Regions from separate parts of the Ovis aries genome. Here regions 1 and 2 are each linked to region 3. Evidence: chromatin contacts called from public Hi-C data. All regions are on one chromosome and are shown on one strand. Each heading gives the region's core, a stretch centred on a gene start, on an enhancer-like site or on the middle of the called end of the contact. The rest is flanking DNA. Distances are from core to core; before and after follow the strand shown. Region 1 has its middle 24 kb from the start of TULP1. Region 2 has its middle 6.5 kb from the start of TULP1. Region 3 overlaps ARMC12 (armadillo repeat containing 12).

Region 1 (3,093 bases), core at 109-2,608, 230 kb after region 3:
AGAACCTGCTCCACGCTGCATCCAGTGGCTGGCTGCCAGCAGCCCTTGGGCTTATAGCCACATCACCCTCATCTTTCAGGCCAGCATCTTAAAATCTCCCTTAGCTCCATCTTCACATAACCATTTTCTCTATCAAACTTCCTCAGCATCCCTCTTGTAAGAAGATTACATGTGTGTGCTTTCAGGGACCACTTGGATAACGTAGGATAGTTACCTCATCTCAACATTCTTAATCACATCTGCAAAGATCCTCCCACCCCCACCCTCAGGCTCCATGGATTAGGATATGGATATCTTTCATGGGCACATTGATTCATTCAATACACATGACTCAACCCTTTACTGAAAATTTATATAACTCAGCATTCAGTCTTCAGTTCAGTCGCTCAGTCATGTCTTGAGTCTTTGCGACCCCATGAACTGCAGCATGCCAGGCCTCCCTGTCCATCACCAGCTCCTGGAGTCCACCCAAACCCATGTCCATTGAGTCGGTGATGCCATTCAGCCAGCATTCAGTCTTATGGGTATGCAAAAATTTATAAAACAGAGTCTTTGACTTCTGATTTTAATAAAGTTGATGTGTTCCCCCTTGTCTGGAAATCATCTGTATCAGTCAGGGTCCAGTCAAGACAAGAGGTTCCAGAGATTTCCTTGGTGACCCAATGGCTAAGACTCCATGCTCCCAATGCAGAGGCCCTGGGTTCAGTCCCTGGTCAGGGAACTAAATCCTGCCTGCTGCAACAAAGGACTAAAACAGCCAAATAAACAAATAAAAGAAAACAGGTTTCATACTGGTTATTTTAACAGAATGTGAGATAGGACAGTGATTAAACAGGGGCTGGAGGACTCAAAAAACAAAAAGAGGACACTGAGGTCGAACCAAGATATACGCTACCCCAAGAAGCAACTCCCACCTGAAGCGCTGGGGGAATGATGAAAAGTCGCTAAAGGGGAGGCCTCCAGGGACGGCGGAGCCTGGTGGGCTGCCGTCTATGGGGTCGCACAGAGTCGGACAGGACTGACTGAAGTGACTTAGCAGCAGCAGCAGCTTGGAGGTGAGTTCTGGACCTCGGAAAAGAGGTGGGATCCAGCGGCTGCTACCATCCCAACTGCTCCGAGGAAGGGCTGGTACTGGGCTCCACCCCCAAGGAGAGATGCTGTGGCATCATGTGAGTGTATCGGGAGACTGCGGGGAGGCTGAAGCCTGGACCCCCACATCAAGCTGGAGGCGGAAGCCAACCTTTGCTGCCCGGTGTGACATGCGCGCATTGCTGGTGAAATACTGCGCAAGCCCAGCAAGCACCGGGCACGTCTCAGCTCTGGCCGCCTGGTCTTCCCTCTAGCGCCCCCTGCTGGCAGAAGCCCGCAGGACGCTATCTAGCAGGAGAAACGCCGCCGAGTTCCAGCTCCAGCACTTCAGAGCAGAGCACAAAAGGGTCGATTTGGAGCGAAAAGACAGTAGCAATCCATCCAAGCCACCCCCTGGCTCCTCAGCATCCAGTTCCACCCTGCCACCTACATTTGAACTTCCATATTCCCACAAAACAAATTGATGCTTCTGCCTAACAAGCTAGATCCAACTATCCTTCAAATAAATGAAGATATTCTCAGCCTTTCCCCAAAAGGGGATGCACTAAGTCTGTACAGCCATCGCTAAACGATGTTAATAACTACATTGATGCTGATAATATAAAGCTATATTATATATATATATTTCTTTTATATGTATATGTGTTTGTATGGGGGCGGGGTGTGGGGGCAGTAGCTTCCCAGGTGGCACTAGTGGTAAAGAACCCGCCTCCAACGCAGGAGATAAAAGAGAAGTGGGTTCCATTCCTGGATCGGGAAGATCCCCTGGAGGAGGGCATGGCAATCCACTCCAGTATTCTTGCCTAGAGAATCCCATGGACAGAGGAGCCTGACGGGCTATGGTCCATAGGGTTGCAAAGGGTCAGACACGACTGAGCAACTTCACACACGTGCATGTGTGTGTGTGTCTTATAGGGAGAGTTGGGTCTCCCGAAAGGATGGGCTAATGTCCTGACCCTCAGTACCTCAGAATGTGACCTCATTTAGAGATAGGGTCTTTGCAGATGTAATAAAGTCTGCTGCTGCTGCTAAGTCGCTTCAGTCGTGTCCGACTCTGTGCAACCCCATAGACGGCAGCCCACCAGGCTCCGCCGTCCCTGGGATTCTCCAGGCAAGAACACTGGAGTGGGTTGCATTTCCTTCTCCAATGCATGAAACTGAAAAGTCTAGATGAGGTCATTAGGGTGGACCCTAATCTAATCTGACTAGTGTTCCTACAGGAAGTGGCAAATGACATGTGAAGATACGGACCCAGAAAGAACAGCATGTTCTCAGAGGCAGAGATTAGGGTGATGTGTATACAAGCCAAGAAACCACCAGAAACTGAAAAAGAGGCAACAAAAAAGTATTCCCTTGCGCCAGTGAAGAGAGCATGATCCTGACCACACCTTGATTTCAGACTCCACCTCCTGAACTGTCAGAAAATAAATTTCTGTTGTTTTTAAGATACTCACCCTGTGCCTTTGTTACGGCAGCACTAGGAAACTAGCTGTGTGTGTGTGTGTGTGTGTGTGTGTGTGTGTGAGTGTGAGTGTGTATGTGTGTATAGAATAAGTAAGAAAGTGTACCTAGCTAGCCTATTCTCATTCTGGTAATTCACTACAAGACTGTACTTGATGTCAATAGTTTCTTTCTTCCATTCCCCATCCTGTGTTCCTTCTTCCTTCAGCTAGCACCTTAGCTGGTTGAATTATTTATGTGGTGGGGTAGCCCTTTATTTAATATGAAGGGTATGAGTTCTCAGTGTCTTTTGTTGGTTGCTATTGTTTTCCATTCACTTTTACTTGGAAATGTGAAGCACTAAGAGGCACCCCGGAAAACATCCCTGATTCTAGATGTCTGACGTCACTGTGTAGTAGCAGCCCCCTTTTCCCTTAGTCACCAGGTTCAGTCATTCCAGCAAGTAGAGTAACCCCTTCGTTTACCTGTTGGCTCAGTGACATGAGGAACCCCAACTGACCAGGAAGCAGTCTCAGCTTCCAGGTCAATGATATCCACGTCATA
Region 2 (2,968 bases), core at 188-2,687, 250 kb after region 3:
CAAAAAGTCCTCTAATATCTTTGTGTTATCCCCAGTCGTCTGCTCCTTCAGCCTGACTGTTCTTCTCGCAGTGGGTGGGTTCCTGTCGCCTCCTGGTGGTAAGACTAAGTCAGTGCGCACACCCTGACTTCCCCGTTTCCCCATCCAACTCTGCCCCAACTCCCACCTGGCCCATTCCATCCCAAGCTCACCCTACTCAGAAGCCTTAGGTCCCTCCGCGAGGGTGAAAGATCAAGGCGGGAGGGGCTGGGGTCTGAGGCTCCCAGAGTCCCTTCCACAGCCTCAACCTAGGGATGGTGAGTCGTTGGCACTGACTCCCTGGACGGTCCTGAAGAAGCCACTTCTGTCCTGACTCCCCCTTGATAGTAAGAATGGAGCTGAATGCCAGTTCTAGGCTGGAGGTCTTATAGGTATCATCTCATTTGATCTTCACATAAAGAAGAGGGACTTAGAACCTTTCCCACAGACGAGGAAATTGAGACGTAGAGAAGGTGAGTGACCGGCACAAAATCACACATTGCGACAGTGGAGCCAGACCTCAAGCCCAGGTGGATCTTTCTTTAAAGGATTTTATTTTCTTTTTTCAGAAAGGAAAGCTACAGAGTTAGAAACTTTCACCAGAATTTAATATACTGCTTGATTCTTCAAAACAGCCTCAGGCTTTTCAGCTCTGGACACTCAGGTTACGCAAAAACCTTGCAAAACTGATTCAGCCAGAACCTTCATGCTTTCTCACTAAAGAACAGTCAAACCCAGGCAGATCTTAAACTATGGTTATTTCTATTAAGCTAGAACGCCTACAAGGAGAAGGCAATGGCAACCCACGCCAGTACTCTTGCCTGGAAAATCCCATGGACAGAGGAGCCTGGTGGGCTGCAGTCCATGGGGTAGTGAAGAGTTGGACACGACTGAGCGACTTCACTTTCACTTTTCACTTGCATGCATTGGAGAAGGAAATGGCAACCCACTCCAGTTTCTTGCCTGGAGAATCCCAGGGACCGGGGAGCCTGGTGGGCTGCCGTCTATGGAGTCGCACAGAGTCGGACACGACTGAAGCGACTTAGCAGCAGCAGCAGCAGCAGAGAGCCTACAAACTAGTGATTATCCGCCTGGGCTGGACACTGAATTCACCTGGGGAAACTTAAAGAATATTCATGCCTGGGCTCCACCCCAGAGATTCTGGTTACTTGGCCTGGGATATGGCTTCAGCTCCCCCCTGAGTATTCTTGTGGGCAGCCCGTGTTAACCACTGCGCTAAAGTCACTCCTGTTTTCTGTTTCCTGGGGCTCGGGGCTCTGCTCTCTGCTCTGTGGGTAACAGCAAATCTCCCATAAACGATCTGGGCCCAGTCGTTCCACTTGCCCCAGGTTCACAGGTGCACTGGTTGGGGGGGGGGGCGGGAGTGACCGTGCCACGTGACAGCCCCAGCCTGGAGCAGGTGACCTGGTTCTACCACTGAGAGGTAACTGGAGGGCGAACTTCTGTGTGCACCAGGACGCACTCTAGAGTGACGCCCGAGGGTGTGGGGCCCCGGGTTCTGCTGTGTACTAGTTGTGTTGGCCTTGGGCAAGTGACTGCACCTGTCTGTGAAGTTGCTGGTATGGAAAGCATGTATGAAAGTAAAAAATCGACGGCACAATATGGCTAAGTATTAAATGAGCTAACTGATAGGAAACCCACTTAGAACGATGCCCAGAACCCAGCAAGCTCTCAATAAATGTTCCGGCTGCTGCTGCTATTATTATTCCTCACTGCCACAACAGCGCAGGTGCGGACTGCTCACCGAAAGGTCAGAAGAAGAAATCCTCTTTCCTTTTTCAGAACTACTGTTCTCGCAAATCACAGAGAGCCCCGCCCAGAGGCGGGCATAGGTCTGAGCTGGCCAATCAGAGTACATCCATCCTAGGACTTAGATCCAGGGGTAAGCAAGGGACCAAGGTGCAGCCAGTCAGGCCTCCGCTTGGGGGAGCTGATGAGCTCAGGGAGTCGTCTGAGGTCACCTTTCCCAGGAACGCAGAGGAGAGCAGAGAGGGTGAGAGAGGGGGACTTGGGGACGCCTTTTGAGCCCCTGGGTACAGCCATGCCAGAAGTGAGACTCCCTCTAGCTGACCCAGTTGAGGGTGCAATCCTTTTGTGCTTATGCTAGTTTACACTGGGCTTCTGTTACCTGTCACTTACACGGCTTTAGGTTGGGTTCATAGTCCCTGTTCATCCTCAAGGATTCAGTTGAGGCAATGTCTAGGAAGTGGCGTCTTATGCGGAGGCTGGGCCTGAAGGCAACTGTTAAATCAGGGTAATTACCCATAAGTGATGGAGAAGGAAATGGCAACTCACTCCAGTATTCTTGCCTGGAGAATTCCATGGACAGAGGAGCCTGGTGGGCTACAGTCCATGGGGTCACAAAGAGTCAGACACGACTAAGTGACTGACGCGCGCACACACACCCCTGTAAGTGAAAATCGCACAGAGCAGAACTGCCCTTGACAATTCCTCAGAGATTGAGAAGGACTACAGAGACATCACAACCAATGCAAAGTGTTCCCCTGAACCTAGAAGGGCCATTACTGGGACAGCAGGAAAAATCTATCGGTCTCTGGCCAAGGGTATTCCAGAGTTCATCACACTATTCTTGAAACTTATGTGTCAATATGAAGTTGTTTCAAAAATAAAAAAACACCACTGGAGGAAAAAAAATGAACATTGGAGGGGACAAAAAGGAAAAGTTTTTGAAGAAAAACTCTCATAAACCGCCTGTCAAATAGTGTACCTGCCACCACATACACCACATTGGAGGCACAAACGGACTTTGAACAACAGCCAGAGGGCTGCTCCACCAGGGGCAGAAGAAGGCCACATCTCCTCCCCTGAGCACTAGGTGGAGAGACAGGCATTTAAGGGCCCACTTGTGCCAGAAATCTGTATCTTTAAAGGCTAAAAACACTAGAGTCACACATGTTGATCTGCACAC
Region 3 (3,125 bases), core at 187-2,686:
AGTTATTGGAGCTTCAGCATCAGTCCTTCCAATTAATATTCAGGGTTGATTTCCCAACATGTTCCAGTAACTTCCCTGGTGACTCAGACGGTAAAAGCGTCTGCCTACAATGCGGGAGATCCAGGTTCGATCCCTGGGTCGGAAAGATCCTCTGGAGAAGGCAATGGCAACCCACTCCAGTACTCTTGCCTGGAAAATCCCATGGACGGAGGAGCCTGGTGGGCTGCAGTCCATGGGGTCACAAAGAGTCGGACACAACTGAGTGACTTCACTTTCTTTCACTAGGTGCAATTTATTGAGTGTGGGTTCAACCCAGACTTCCTACTCAGTTACTGAGTTAGCTTTGTAATCTTTTTGTGCCTCATTTTCCACACCTATAAAATGGGTAAAATAGTAATACCTACTTCTTGGGTTTATCAGAACAGTGCTCGGCACACAGAGCTCACCAAATGTGACTGTGATCATTTCAATTACAAGCAGGCTTCCCCTTGGACAAAAATGTCAGGGGTGGGAAGGAAGTGAGCACTCAGACGGTTGGCCTCTATGAGGCCTAAAAGGTACATTTTTCAATCTCTTCCCTTATCCTCTATCCCTCCCACTCTGGTCGTCTTCAGGCTAATCAATCTCAACTCCTGTAGCCCATTTACTTTCTTTGCCAGTTTTGGAGTCCTCCTTGAACCCTTCAACCCCACCAAATACCTAAACCTGGAGAGCTAGGGGCACCCGGCCCATTGCCCTGGGCTATTCAGCTCCTAAAAACCATCCTTCCACGTGTAAACCCCCAAGACTACCTGCTTACTCGATCAGGACTCTAAGCATGGGTGTTTCAGCCTAGTTAATTAGAGGAGACTGACATGCTATTGGGGACCTACTGTGCAAGTATGCCATTAAGAAGTGTGACCCAGGAGGCGTCCCGCACCTGCATGCCCAGGAGACGCCAAGGGGAAATCAGCTTACTCTATAATGAAAAGCGCATTGGAGTCCTTCGAGCTTCGGTTTGGGCAAGTTCCATAATCTGAGTCTCAGTTTCCTCCTCCGGAAAACGGGTCTATCAATACCCGCCTACTACACGGAAGTGCGCCTTCAGAACTGAATGCGACGCTGTACGCCCGTGACTCCAGGTGAATGGGGAAGCTCTGCACGTGCGAGCTGCCCCCGCAGAGAGCAGAGAGGTGCACGTCTGGGGACAGCCCGCGCCCTGACGTGGACCCCACGTGCTCCGAGATCGTGCCATCCAAGCTCGCGCAGACCCCGGGCCGGGAACCAGGCTGGCGGGCCTCTTGAGTAGCTCATGACGCCAGAGAAGCCGTGGGGACGCGGGAAAAAGGCGGCGAAAACCCGGGGAAGCGAAGGGGGCGGCGCCCCCCGCAGAAGGAGGACTGGGCGTGGGGCGGAGGCCGAGGCTCCTCCCGCCCTTGGCCTCCCCCGTCTTGCCCCCCCTCCTCCGATTGCTCCCCGCTCCTCCCCCGCCCCGCGCGCATCCGGCGGCGGGCACAGGATGTTCTTTCGCTCGGGCCCCCCCACCCCCGCCCCCGCTCTCACTTTCCCTCCGCTCCCATCCCCCACTCCCGCCGCCGGCACCTTGTTTAACTCTTTCCCTTCCGCGCTTCGCAGCGCCCAGCGCGCCCTTGCTGGGGAGGGGGGTCCCACCCTTCCCGCCCACCCCCAGGACAGGGAGCTCGATCCAGGGCGGCATGGGAAGAAGGGCCCCGGCCCAGCGCTGGGGCTCGGTTCTCCGGATCCACTGGCCCGTCGGGGGTGGGAGGGGACGGGATGAAGAGAGATCCTAGGGCCTGAAGCCAGCCTTCTCCGGACCCCCCAGACCAGCTCACCACTGGTGCCAGGTGGGCTGGGGGTGGGGGTGCCCGCAAATCCGGCGAGTCCCGCGACCGAGGAGGGCAGCCAGCTGGGCGGAGTTAGCGTCCGCGCCAGACCAGACGTAGGGTCAGCAAGGTCGAGGACCCCAACCTCATCCTCTCCCTGGTTGGGATGAGAAGGGGGCCCCCGGCTCTCCGGGAGAGGATGGAGAGAGGTCACGCCCTTCGCGTACACGTCACTGTTTCCAAGGCAACCAGGGGCGGAGACGCAGGCTGGGGAAGGAGAGACCTTAGCGAAACATGGTTGCTAGAGACACTGGGACCCGGGGGTGGGGGGTGCGTTGGGGTGGGGAGGCGGCGTGGGCGGCCTTTTCAATCTTTGCTTTTCGCTCGCTGGTGCTCCAAAAAGCTGAGGGCCGGACAGGTGCGGTTCATTCGACAGACGTTCGTTGAGCTTGAACCGTGCTTGGCATCAGGCTTAGGCACTGCGTTCTGGCGGCGCTGGATCCGAACCCTGCCCTCGCTGATTATTTTGAGTCAGGGTAGAGTGGCTATGCATCCTGGGTTACCTCCGTGGAACTGGTGTTAACTGTCCCTTCTAATCGCTTAGAAATGTCTTAGTTGGGGGTTGGAGGACAGTAGTTAAGGTACCGCATCCCCCAATTCAAGAAAAGCTCCCGCAGAGCAGGGCTGCTGTCTGCTCGCTTTGCAGCCAGCACTATGTTCTCTGTAATCTTTGCCTCTCTCACCTTTTACAGATGAAGCAGGCTCAGAAAGGTGAAGAGGCTTGCCCAAGGCCATACAGCTAAGTGTTGCACCTAGGTCCTTGTGGCCTTCAAAATCCAAGAGCCCAATCTTACTTAGTCTTTCTTTTCAAGACAGATGATATTAAACAAGTAAATAAATAAACCCTGTCTCTGCCGTGAAGGAGCTTATAATATTTGAAGCTGAAAATATTACAGGACATAATGAAGCAATAAAATCTAGGAAAGATTAAAGGCCACCCATAAGGCTTAGAGGGAAGTTGATGACAAAATGATCCAAGCGGGGTGGAGATTATCAGAGCCTTTGAGCTGGGTTATGAGGTGGTGATGGGATCAAGCTCACTGGGTCTGTGTGTGTGTGTGTGTGTGTGTGATGTGGTGCCAAGAAAGAGAACAACTTAAGGGCATCAGACCAGCAACCCAGAGCTAGGCAGGCTGGGATCTCCAATGGCAAGATCCCTCTGTAAACCCCAAAGCCACTGCTTGCACTCTTTTCTGCCCTCCACCCTCCTCAGTGGTTTTCTGTTCCTTGCTGGAGCACAGG

The links. A called contact is a pair of places that touch in the nucleus more often than the background predicts.
Region 1: a Hi-C map of liver shows a contact between it and region 3, with 5 times the contacts expected there. The contact joins two enhancer-like sites. A contact is called at or near these places in 10 of 16 Hi-C or Micro-C datasets (blood, hypothalamus, liver and 5 more).
Region 2: a contact with region 3 is called in a Hi-C map of liver, with 4 times the contacts expected there. The contact joins two enhancer-like sites. A contact is called at or near these places in 4 of 16 Hi-C or Micro-C datasets (blood, liver, omental adipose tissue and 1 more).

Annotation. Positions count from the first base shown.
Region 1 is chr20:9,623,731-9,626,823 of ARS-UI_Ramb_v3.0, reverse strand. No RefSeq gene overlaps it. Among named protein-coding and RNA genes, the nearest start is that of TULP1, 24 kb to the right of the region's middle. Within about 2 kb of position 1,358, at least 2 of the 54 cell types and tissues checked have an H3K27ac peak or open chromatin away from gene starts, as enhancers often do. A contact at or near this core is called in liver, where this site is marked.
Region 2 is chr20:9,606,265-9,609,232 of ARS-UI_Ramb_v3.0, reverse strand. No RefSeq gene overlaps it. Among named protein-coding and RNA genes, the nearest start is that of TULP1, 6.5 kb to the right of the region's middle. Within about 2 kb of position 1,437, at least 19 of the 54 cell types and tissues checked have an H3K27ac peak or open chromatin away from gene starts, as enhancers often do. A contact at or near this core is called in liver, where this site is marked.
Region 3 is chr20:9,854,257-9,857,381 of ARS-UI_Ramb_v3.0, reverse strand. It overlaps ARMC12 (armadillo repeat containing 12), which reads right to left. Exons shown (of 9, transcript XM_060403597.1): 3 at 1-3,125. Among named protein-coding and RNA genes, the nearest start is that of ARMC12, 5.3 kb to the right of the region's middle. Within about 2 kb of position 1,436, at least 42 of the 54 cell types and tissues checked have an H3K27ac peak or open chromatin away from gene starts, as enhancers often do. A contact at or near this core is called in liver, where this site is marked.